Regions from separate parts of the Pan troglodytes genome. Here region 1 is linked to region 2. A link is a contact called in public Hi-C data. All regions are on one chromosome and are shown on one strand. Each heading gives the region's core, a stretch centred on a gene start, on an enhancer-like site or on the middle of the called end of the contact. The rest is flanking DNA. Distances are from core to core; before and after follow the strand shown.

Region 1 (6,091 bases), core at 2,888-5,387, 140 kb after region 2:
TAAGTCATTTGTCTTTGAGTTTTGTTTTTTGTCAGTCTCTTCATAAAAATATTTTGGAATCTTTAGTTATAAGGTAATTGAAAGCAGGGACAATTTTATCCACTCTGTGCTGTATTAAGCAGTAAGAGAATTCCATTGTGAGAGCCCAGGAGGACTGGCTCCTTCTGTTATTTTTTACTTTGCTGTCACAAAAAGCACGAAGTATATATGGGGAAAGGAAGCCACTTCTTATTTTTTATGTAAATAAAAAAAAGGTCAAAGGTATGGCAAGAAATAGTCACCTAAACCAAGAAATGGATTAGCATGTGAAAAATCGCATTATGCACAGCTCCATACACTAATGTGGTGGGTTTCAATTTTTGGTCTACTGACTTGGGTGTAGCATGGGTGAAACATAGTCTCTTCATGAATTAATTTTTTTTACAGAAGCAATATGAAAGTATGATTCATTTTTTAAAAAACAAAGAAAACTTGAGTTCCTGGCTGTTCTCCTCCTCCTCCTCCTTATAAGCGACCACTGTTAACAGTTGGCTGTCTGTCCACGTTCGTGTGTGTGCATGTGTGTCTGGTATCTGTGTGTCCCTGTGTGTAGGAGTGTATGTTCTTGTGAGTCTGTGCCTGGTGTTTGTGCATGTCCCTGTGTGTCCGTGGCTATGTGTGTGTGTGTTGTGTGTAGATGACGCATCCTCTGTTGACACGGGTGGGTTGCGCCTCGCGTGTTGTTGCTCTACACCTGTCTTTGGTGTGATGGGCTCACAGGCAGTTCGTGTAGACCAGCTTTAGTCTTTGTAATGGTGTTGTCTTCCTTGCCTGACTGTTAACCTGCCCCTCATTGAGGAGCATCCCCTTTGGTTGCACATTTTACTGTCACGTCATGGCAGGGTGGTCTTCCCACGTGTCGCTTTGCACGCCTGTAGCTGTGCACACATAGTTTGCTGCCCAAGAGTTGCCAGGGGATCAGAGTGTGCAGACATCTGGATAGTTCAGAATTGCACCCAGAAGTCCTTTACCCCACACCTTCCCAGCACTGACTAGCAGCAGACTTTTAAATTTCAGCCTGCTTTGTGGACAATAATGGGTATTTTATTTTAATTTACATTTGGTTTGTGGAGTTAAGCACCCTTGGAATTATTTTTGAAGGTAGGACAGTTTTATAAGAGGTGGAAAATTAAGAATACAAATAAAGTCCACTTAAAGCAAAACTTTTCTATATAATGTCTTTTATGTAATTTTGCCCTCCCTGCAAGCCAAGCTCTGGGGGACCGAAGCACCAGTTTTAGTGTCATATCAAAGGCTCTACCAGTGTAAATGGTGACCGACCTTTGGCATTCTGGAAGCATCTCTGCCGGCTGGGTTCTATCCGGTGCTGAGCTCTGCTGGTTGCCAGCAGCCCCTGAATTGCCACTGTCTCAGTCAGCTCAGGCTGCTCAAACAAAATGTCATAGACTGGGTGACATAAAAACAGACATTTATTTATCCATTCCGGAGGCTGGGAAGTCCAAGATCAAGGCGCTGGCAGATTTGGTGTCTGGTGAAGACCCTCCTCCTGGTTCATAGACAGCGTCTTCTCACATGGTTGAGGGGTGAGGGAGCTCTCTGGGACTCCTTTTATAGGGGCACTACTTCCATTCATGAAGACTCTGCCCTCCTGACCCAGTCACCTCCCAAAGGCTCCCTCTCCAGAAACCATCACATTGGTGGTTAGGATTTCAACATCTGAATTTGGGGGTAATCCAGACATTCAGACCATAGTATCACCTTTGAAAGACATGACACCAGGCATCCCTTTAGGGCCGCAGGGTTAACACAGTCCTCCCTGAGGGGCTGGCCAGCCACTTCCCAGAACAACCCCACACTGTGCCTGGGAGCCAGTGTCCAGTAGGGAGACCGTTGGCCCCCTTAGAGGTGGCAGCAGGTCAACATTAGGCCAGTGGAAGATGATTATTTTTGCTAGCACTAACCTGCTTGGGCCCAAGGATGCATGCACACACCACACACCCTCCAGAAAAGACAGTATTGTCTGTATCCAAGTCTGAAGAGTAGAGTGATGTCACACAAATGGCATGACAGTCTGCATCTCTGTCATGCTGGCTGCTGCTTAGAGGGGTCCCCACTCTTCCTCTGAAGGGCCCTGTTCCTGCCGCCACTCTGCGTGCATCCTCATAGCGCTTGTCCTGCCAACATTGCTGATAGATGGATGTGTGTGTTCTTCACTCCCACCGCCCTCTGTCTCTCTCCCTGGGTTTCCCATTCTGTACATGCTGCACCCAGGGGTTTGGGAAGTGGGTGAGGGTTAGAGCATGTCTGAGATATCCTGGCTGTGGCTCGCTTGCTCCTGCAGGGATGTGGCTTGAGGGTGAAGTAGACTGGTCCTGGCAGCTGCCCTGCTGGGTGAGTCCGGCCCAACACAGGTGCAGGGCTAGGCATGTCCCTGCAGAGCTGGAGTGCTGGTCTCCAGGGATCCATTTTAATTCTAGGAAAACTGAAGTTGGAACAATAAACTGTTTATTGTGCTTGTGACCTAGACAGCTCCTGAAACCCATTCCTGATTCCTGATGGGATAAGGCCATTTTATCCTCAGTTTGCAAGGCAGTGACATCAGCATCCTAACTGGAGGTGGGAGAGGGGTTTCTGGGGGCAGAGGACATCCCAGGGTGGGGATACTAGGTGGCCAGGCACTGGCAAGGCATGGTTGGTGAGGGCTGCGGTGTCTTCTGTTTCCCAGCACCTGGCTGCCTGCTTCCAGCTGGGAGGGAAGATGTGGTGAGTGCGTGTCCTCCACTGTCCTGGTTGTAGGGCCTGGAGAGACTCTAAACTTTACCTGCCCCATCTGGGCAAACCCCTGAGATAAGAAATAAGCCAGAACACGCTCCCCCAGGCAGTGGTTTGCATGCAGTGAGGTCAGGGGTCCAGGTAATGACTGCCTATGTTAGATTGGCCAGTCCACAGCTGTCACCAGAGATCCCCTTTCAGTTTCCCTGGGATGCCAGCCAGGGCATTTTAATGCCAGTGTTGCATCCTGTTGCTGGCAGAAGCACTGACACCTTCCATGTGGTAGTGACTGGTGTCCCCTCTGTAATCTACCCTAGCTGCCAGACAGCTGATCCCAGGAAGGAGCCGAGACACGGGTGACTGGACAGTCCCCAGATGGCATTTTGGTTCATGGTTCCTGCCTTACAGGACGCTTGCCAGCAGTCACTATTCACATCTAAGATGCAACACTAGATCAGAATGTATGTTCTGCAACAGAGTGACACATGCACAGATGCACATATACACATGCACACACAGATGCACACATACATGTCTGCGTACACATACACAGATGCGCACACAGATGCATGCATGTATGTGCACATATAGCTGTGCACACATACATGTATATGCATACACAGATACATATGTATGGATATATATACACAGACATGCACAGGTGCACGCATTATACACACACATACACAGATGCCCATGCATACACATATGTATACACATGCAGAGATCCAAGCAGATGCACATGCACTCACACAGGTGTACATATATATGCACACAGACATACACATGCATATGCAGACATACACATGTACACAACACACCTGTACAGATGTGTACAAATGTACAAACATGGATAGGTGCACATATCTATGCGGGTTCATGTGCACACATACAGAAATACAGATGCACATGCGTGCACATACACAGATGCATACACACAGATGTACATGTGTCCACATATATATACATACACGCAGACATGTTTGCACAGTGGTTGCTGGGTACTCCCATTTTCTCTGCTGTGACCTCCTGCCTTGATTTGAAGACCCCTGGGGGTGGGAGAGCTGCCTTCTGACAAGTACTGACAGGCAAAAGAGTGTGGGGCTCAGAGCCCCCTCGGAGTTCCATTCTGCTGACATTTAAAGTGGGCTCGTGCACCCTCATGAACAGCCCCAATTACGTGTAAGTAATGAGAGTGACATTTCATAACCCTGTCTTTCTAATGGGCTCCTGTGTCAAGTCATTCTTTCTGAATGCAAAGGGCAGCAATTTCACACTGTCAGGGCAAAATGCACATGCATACAGCTCAGCTCCCAGCGGGATACCTTTGCTTCTCAGAAATGGCGAAGAAAGCCAGCAAAATGGGCTTTTTCTCCTTTTGTTTTAATTTAACTATTTAGAGTGAGGTCCTTAGTGTAACACCCATCAATGATTATGGAGCCACTGTTCTGAAAGAACTCGTGGGGCCGGCAGATCTGTGTGAGTGTGGTGTGTGCTTTGCTTAAAGCAACTTTAAAATTATATGAAACAATGCATTCTTGTTGAAAAAGGAAAAAAAAACCCTCCAATGTCACAAAGAAAATGTGCAGCCCCTCCCCCTCCCTGGGAGGAGCAGTGTGTGGCATGGGTCTTCTGTCCTGACCTTTGGCTACTCATGTGGACTGTTTTAAAGGCCATTTGAGAAGAGCAGCAGGGCCTGATTTATGCCATCGAGAATCTGGTGTCTGCTAATGAGATCAATACACTGCAGACCTGGATATAAATCCGTGCCAGGAAGCCTGGTGGTCAATCATTGTTCTCAGGGCAGGGCCTGGAAGTCAGGTGGGGGTGCCTGTGCCCTGCTGAGCTCTACATGGCAGTGTCTGGATTGGTCCAAGGTAAAAGCAAGCAAGAAAAAGGTTTCTTTTCAACATAACCAGTTTGAGTAACCGCATAAACAGCACCAGTCCTGACAGTCCTTCGTAACCATTTAAAGCCACCCAGGAGAACCTGCTGGCTTCCACCTGGGCACCTGCTGACACTCCTGGAAATACCTTCTCTCAGCCACATTCGTTCGGGAATGGCTTTGCCATCCCTGGGTTTGGTCGTGGATACTATTACAAGATTTGTTTTCAATCTCTCTTCACTGGCGATTTTGTTTTGTGGAACTTTCCACTCTTGGCTCCTTACCTTTGTCCTCTCCAGGTCTGGCCCGAGTCTTCTCACTGGGATGTTTGTGTTTCTCCTGTTCTGCCTCAACTAAGTCAGGGAGGCGTTTTCAGGTCCTTAGGCCAAGTGCTATGAAAACAATACCACAGAGGGGGATGGAGTGTGGGGGTCAGGGGAGGCAAAGAGTGACTGTGGGATGGAGCCAGCCACCAGCAGCTCCTGGGGGGAGAACAGTCTGGAAGAGGGAGCAGCAAGTGCCAAGGCTGCGAGGCAGCCTGGGACGGGTGGGGTGCATCGGAGGGAGGGGGCAGGAGTGGAGTGGAAGAGGCTGGCCACATTAGGTGCTGGCATTCTGCATTAAATCCTGTGCCACTGCCCAGCGCTTCGGCTTTGCGGTGCACAATCCTATTTTTACAGCGTGTTTGAGCCCCCAGATGTGGCTGCCCTAGGGACCCAGGCTCTGCACAGAGTCAGCTCACTCTTCCGGTCCTTGGGAGCCTCCCTTCAGGGGGTCGTGTCTTCTGCTTCTGGATCCACTGGGCTGCTTTCCCCAGGCTGTGAGGAACCAGAACATGGATGTCTTTTTAAGGTGAATTCATTTTATGAGAGTAATTAATGCAGGTAATTTTAAAGTGAAGTAGTTCTTCTTTAACTTGAGAGAGGAAGCAGCACTTGCTTGTCTTGTCCCTTTGTCCCTTCCCTGCTGCCCTGAGACACTGAGTTTCAACTATTTTCACCATTTTGGTATTTTCCTTCAAATTAGATACACCTACATTTCCTGACTTTTCCATCTTAGATGTTGTATTATGATGGAAGACAGGATTGTGTTCTCCAACTCTTGTCCCCTCCCCTTCCCTCTCTTTCTTCCCCCAGACCTCCAGTGGAGTTAGTCGTAATTTTTGTCATGGGGGCTGTGCAACTGGGCAGTGATAGGTACACTCTGGTTACATTTCCATTCATGGGTCACTCTTGCTTCCCTGGGGTTAATAACTTCATTTTCTAATCTGTGTATCTGTTCTAATTCATCTTCAGACTCCTTGCCAGAGCCTTAAAATGCATTTCTGAGAACAAAGCCACAGATGCAATCAGTAATCCACTGTGCCTTCTCCTGCCCCGCCCCATTGGAGCCTCTGCCTGCTCCCCAGCTCCCCGCTCTCTCTGCCTCTCCTCC
Region 2 (6,184 bases), core at 2,390-4,889:
CACTGCTCTCAAGAGACTTCCCAGCAATTTCCTGTACAAGGTACAAGTAAACATTAGTCACATCTGATAGAGCAAGTCCACTCCTAGTGCTTACCCAAGAGAAATGGAAGTCCTCTCTCTCTCTCTCTCTCTCTCACACACACACACACACACACACACAGACTTGCACACAAAGTTTCATAGCAGCTTTGTTCCCAGTAGCCCCACAATGGAAACAGCCCAAGTCCAGGGCAGTCTATGGTCTATGATCCCCTCCCCCTGGGCCACTGCAACCTGTGTTGCAGCTCACCCACCCTAGAGAGCAAAGGTGGGGAAGTGCTGGGTGCTGCAGGTGACATCACAACAGAGTCTGAGCTGGGGATGACACACCCCCTCTGCCGAGTCAGAACACCCCCACCGGGCCAGCCAGTACCTTCCACGCCAGAAAGCACTCCACCTCCACCACCTCCCAGCTGACCTTCCAGGTGAGGGATGCCAGGCTGACCCCTGGTCCTGGAGCTGTCCACCCTTGTGCCTCATTCAAATCCCATCTGTCCTTCCAGGACCACCTCCTCCAGGAAGTCGACTCGCTGACCCCAAGCCACCTCTGACCTGCCCGTAGCAGGCATGTCTGCTCCCTCCTAATCATGTCTGTCCTGCACAGCTGGGGTTTCCTTGGTTTCATTTTAACTAACATTAACTGACCACATCTTAGGCCCCAGACTCTAAGCTAAACACTTGAAGTGCATTTCCTTATTTAATCCTCTCACAACCTGCCACATGGCATTAGGGTCCTTATCTTACAGAGGAGGAAACTGAGGTGAAGGGAGGCAAGGCAGACGTGTCCCTAGTCAGCCAGCTGTTTCATCAAGATTCAAACCCAAGTCAGGGAGGGAGGAGGAGCAGGTGCCCCGAGGGAAGGGGGAAGCTGCTGCCAGAACTGGGGTAGGGGCAGAGGCAGGTGGCATCAGGGGCTCTCAGCCAAACTCAGCTCCCCAGGGGGACAGAGGCACACCTGGAGGGCTTGGCGGGAACATCAGTAGCGTGCCCAAGGGCACCCACTTCCCAGGGCTACTCCTGCATGGGCAGGGCACGCCAGCAACAGCAGCCTGGAGGCGTGGGGACCAGTGACCCTTCTTCAAATTGCCAGGCCTCAGTGTTCCTCGAAAACCCCAGAGGGGCCTGTGGTCGTCCTGGAAAGCCAAGAGCTGCTGGACCAAACTTATTTGATCTCAAAAAGAGAAGAAATGTGTAATTTCCAGCCCTGAAAGGTTGTGGAGCACACCCACAAACACCTGTCATAGCTGTGTGAGTATCTTTACTTTTCAGGCATGCATGGTTCACTTCGTTTCTTCACTGAGACTTGACGGAGGGCCTTGGTATGTCAGGAACATCTTTAGTGTCTGGGGAACAGAGGTGAAAAAGACATGAGGTGCCCACTTGTGCAGCTGACACACAATAAACACAAACAAGAGAAATATCAGGGAGTAGCCACTGAAATGCAGAAAGTTAGGGAGTGGACACACAGTCAGGACAGTCAGGACACACCAGCTCCTATGGGTGGAACAGTCCCCAGGGTGTCTTGGGGTTTCCACGTGAAGGAGCAGGGAAGTGCTCGGCGAGTTCCCTCAGGCTAGCAGGGCCTGTCCCAGGAAGTAGGAGGGCAGGGAACTGGGGAGGAGGCCAAAGGAGAGGCCGGCAGATGCGGACGGCCTTGGAGTCCATTTCCAGCACCTTGGCAGGCTATCAGAGGGTTTCAGCAGGAGAATGGTAAGACTTGACTTGGGTTTTTCAAAAATCCCTGAGCATTTTCAAGAATGCCTGAGCTGTTTTAGAGACTGGATTTGGGAGTGGGGAGCAGGAGTGGACTCAAGGGCCAGGTGGGGCCTCCTACAGTGTCCAGGGAGACAGAGGGTGGTGGCCCAGGGAAATGTGGGGACAGATGGGGTCAGGACACATTTCGGAGTTAGGGAACAAGATATACTGAGGGATTGGAGAGAGGAATCAAGGATGACTCCTGGGCAGAGGTGGAGTGGACGCCCACTCACCAGCGACTCAGGCTGAGCGGGGCTCTGCCCTCCTCGCCTCCCTGCAGCTTCTGGGTGGAGAGGCTCTTTCTCCCTGCTCTCCCCTTCTTTCCACTCTTCTGAAAACACAGCTCAGCTTGCATCTGGTTGCATGCAACAGAAATGGATTCTGGCCCACTTCCAGAAGAAAAGGGTGTGATGGAAAGAAGTGGGTTGGGGTCAGGCTCAGAAACCCCAAGAGAAGCTCCTGGGGAAGGGAGGGGCTAGGGCTGCTGGGGTCCCTGAAGCAATTGCTGATGAAGGATCCCTTCTGCTGTGGAGGTAAATCTCCAAGAAAGGTCTGAAGTCCTCAAATGGCTTACTGGAAATCCACACTTCCCAGAAAGTCCAACTGGCCAAGCAGGATGTCCTGTTGTGACAGGACTTTTCACCCACAGTCTCACTCACCAAGATTAATGGTGAGAAGCATCCTGTGCAAGAAGTCAGAAGAGGGAGCAGAGGCTGGGGCCACCAAAGCTCGCAGTACAACCCGCTCTCGACTCTATTTTCAGATGTTTTGGGTGTGAGTCCTGGCTCCAGAGTTGTGTGATGTGGCCAGATTACTTATCTTCCCTGTGCCTCAGTCCCCCATCTGGGAACATGGAGATAACAGCAATGTCTACTTGATAGAGATGTTACAAGAATTGAGTGTAAAATAGAAGAGTTTCTGGTATCGGATCAATGCTCAATACGTGTCCTTGTTATTACTAATTATTGTATAACTATGATTCCTCTTGGACAAGCAGGGACAGAGGATCTTAGGGGAAGGAAGCCAAGTAGGGGAGTCAGAGGCCACGTGAATTCCCTCAATGCAGAGGGTCCACCATGTGCCTGCTCAATGGGGAACTGACCCATGACTGTCTTTAGGGATGGGTGGGAACCTAGAATGCAAGTTCTCACTGAAACAATCTCTGGGCCAGTGAGTTTCTGGAGCAGCCAGCACACACCTGCCTAATTCGTGTTAGAGCTAAGCTCTACTTATTACAGCCCATTTCTGTGGCCAGCATTCTCAGGTGCTTCTGTGGCAAGGTGCTCACTCAGCACCTGCCACACAGTGGCAGAGAAGGTAAGAAACCTGGACTCGCACCACCCCCCAGAGCGGAAACAAGGCTCCCTGCCTCTCTGGTATCCCAGGGCTCCAAGCAGGAGTGCAGAGCTGGAGGAGGAGTGAGCAGGTCCCAAGGCTAGGGTGAAGAGGGCTTCCGGAGAAGTGGACAGCAGGGTAGGGGCTGCAGGAAGGACACAGGGCTGAGAGGGTGGCTGCAAGACAGCACAGGGCAGTGCAGAGAAGGAGATGGAGGCTGCCTGGGCTCTCTGGGAGGGAAGGAGATGGTGGTGGGGCGGGCCTGGGGGCAGCTGCAGCCCTGTCACACCTGTAGAGATGAACAAAGAAAACCACTTTAGTTTGTTAACGTTTGAAGGCGTCCTCAAGATGAAAAAGAGTTAAGAGTTACTATTAAATACTGTAATTACGCGTTTCAAAAGCCCTCAGAATAGGGAATGAGGAAAACAGCTCTACACATCACTGCGCATCTGCGTGCAGGTTAATGCCTGCTGACAAGGACATTTCCGCTCCTCATCTGGGAGCAGGCCTTGACTATAGTCATCCAGGTTCCCAGCTCACCTGGGCATATTAGCATATTAACCTAGGAGAGAGAAGAGACAGGGCTGGGGCCCCTTCTGGTGCGAGACGGAAAGATCCTTCTACAGCCTGCACCCTCATCTCAGAGGGACAGCCCGTCACCTTTGCCCTGCGGGAGGAACTCACACAGCCAGCAGGGGACAGACCCTGGCCTGATCCCACCCCCTGCCCACTCTACCTGCCCCCTTTCCAGACCACCCCAGCTGAGAACATCTGCACTAAGGCCATGGCTTTAGTGCACATCGAAGAGCACCCGGGGGGAATACATTTCCAGAATACATTTCCTAAAAGATTGCACAGGTTACATATATCCCGTTGCAGTGACACAAAGTCCTGAGGTGGCAGGGTCCTGACTGTTCCCTGGACTCATGGCAGTGACCCCCAGTGGCCCACACCTTGTGTCATTCCCTTCCCTTCCATGTCAGCAGGACCTGCGGCTCACTTGTAACTGACAAAGCAGCGCAGAGGGAACAGGCTGTCCCTCTGAGATTAGGAGCGGGATGTAGAAGGCTCCCTCCAGCTCACATCATCAGGAAGCTCCTCCAGGTGGCCTTGCAGAACAAGCTATGCAGTGAACTGTCCACGGAGAAGACCGCCTGGCAGAGCGGCCTCTGGCCCACAACCAGTGAGAAGTTGATAAAAAGATCTTTCAAACAGCTTTATTCCCCTGAATTTGAAGTCAGAGAAAAAAGACACAATCCTGGCTGGGCACAGTGGCTCATGCCTGTAATCCCAGCACTTTGGGAGGCCGAGGAGGGTGGATCACAAGGTCAGGAGTTCAAGACGAGCCTGGTCAACACGGTGAAACCCTATCTCTTCTAAAAATACAAAAAAAAGAAATTAGCTGGGCATGGTGGCAAGTGCCTGTAATCCCAGCTACTCAGGAGGCTGAGGCAGAGAATTGCTTGAACCCCAAAGGCAAAAGTTGCAGTGAGTGGCGATCACGCCACTGCACTCCAGCCTGGGCGACAGAGCAAGATTCTGTCGCAAAAAAAAAAAAAAAAAAAAAGACACAGTCCTAGGAGAAACAAAATCTACCAAAACTGACCCACACACACAAATAGAATACATGAATAGCCCTTTACCTGATAAAGAAATGAAATATATAATTCAAAACCCTCCCACAAAGATTACTCCTTAAGAGATAAATTCTTCCAGAAAGTGGTAATAGAGGAAACAGTTCCCACTCAATTCATATGGCCTGCATGATTGTAATCCCTGAACCCAACAAGAACGTGAGGAGAAAGGAAAATTGCAGGCTGATCTCTCTTACAAACAAAGGCATAAAATCCCCAATAACATATTAGCAACCTGAATCCAGCAATTTATAAAACAGGGATAACAGATCATAACTAAATTGAACTTATTCCAAGAATGCAAAGTTGGCTGAATATTGAAAAATCAAAGTATATTGCCATATTAAAAAGATAAATAATTTTTAATTATATAAAATCATTTTAATAAAAGCAGAAAAGTATTTGATAAAGTTCCAGCTATTCATTGAGAAATAAAAATAAAATCCTAAACCCCACAACTGAGTGAATGGACCCTTTCTTGGCCAAGGGGACCCCAGGGTTAAAAACTTCAGTGTTATAAAGATGTCAATTATCTAGAAGTTGATCTGTAAATTCAATGTGATTCCAGTCAAATTTCCTGTGTGTGCGTGGGGTGGGGGGTGGGGGGAATGGTGTGTGTGTGTGCGTGTGTGTGTGTGTAAAAGCTGAGGGCCGGGTGCGGTGGCTCACACCTGTAATCCCAGCACTTTGGGAGGCCGAGGCCGGTGGATCTCGAGGTCAGGAGATCGAGACCATCCTGGCTAACATGGTGAAACTCTGTCTCTACTAAAAATACAAAAAATCAGCTGGGCGTGGTGGTGGGCACCTGTAGTCCCAGCTACTCCGGAGGCTGAGGCAGGAGAATGGCATGAACCCGGGAGACAGAGCTTGCAGTGAGCCGAGATCATGCCACTGCACTCCAGCCTGGGCGACAGAGCGAGACTCCATCTCAAAAAAAAAAAAAAAACTGAGTTTCCAGCCATGATGGGATGAGAGGTCAGACCCACCTGAGTATGCCCCCTTCCTTATTAATCTTTAACCAGAATTATTTCCTAAGGAATAAGCAGAAACCAGCTCTGGAAAACAAGAAACAGACAATCATTAGCCAATCACCTCAGGCCTCAATCAAATGATCTCTTCGTTTTGTGCGTTCGACACAGCTGACAAACATCCCTTTCTGAAAACTGACCACCATCTCTTGACTAATTTGGGTCAATTTACGGAGAACTCTCAGTGAGAGTTTTTTTGTTCTCTATTTCACCTTTAGACATCAGAGAACCTAAAACTCCATCCTTGGATGGTGCTAACACTGCCCATTTTAAATATGTGACCAGTGAAGAGGTGTGAAGCTCAACTGTGTATTTTTACCTTTCATGAATATTCGTGACTCCTCCCATAGCGTGCTGAATATGCATACTTAGCCAGCCGGTTCAGCATGAATT

What was found. A called contact is a pair of places that touch in the nucleus more often than the background predicts.
Region 1: a Hi-C map of induced pluripotent stem cells shows a contact between it and region 2, with 2.0 times the contacts expected there. The contact joins two enhancer-like sites. A contact is called at or near these places in 2 of 7 Hi-C or Micro-C datasets (induced pluripotent stem cells and stem cell-derived neural progenitor cells).

The regions. Positions count from the first base shown.
Region 1 is chr11:49,058,769-49,064,859 of NHGRI_mPanTro3-v2.0_pri, forward strand. The region is part of intron 2 of SEMA4D (semaphorin 4D); the gene reads left to right. Among named protein-coding and RNA genes, the nearest start is that of SEMA4D, 84 kb to the left of the region's middle. Within about 2 kb of position 4,138, at least 4 of the 24 cell types and tissues checked have an H3K27ac peak or open chromatin away from gene starts, as enhancers often do. A contact at or near this core is called in induced pluripotent stem cells, where this site is marked.
Region 2 is chr11:48,919,747-48,925,930 of NHGRI_mPanTro3-v2.0_pri, forward strand. LOC107976868 (a long non-coding RNA gene) reads left to right here and starts at 371. Exons shown (of 3, transcript XR_008537120.1): 1 at 371-464; 2 at 1,130-1,287; 3 at 2,558-2,723. Within about 2 kb of position 3,640, at least 1 of the 24 cell types and tissues checked has an H3K27ac peak or open chromatin away from gene starts, as enhancers often do. A contact at or near this core is called in induced pluripotent stem cells, where this site is marked.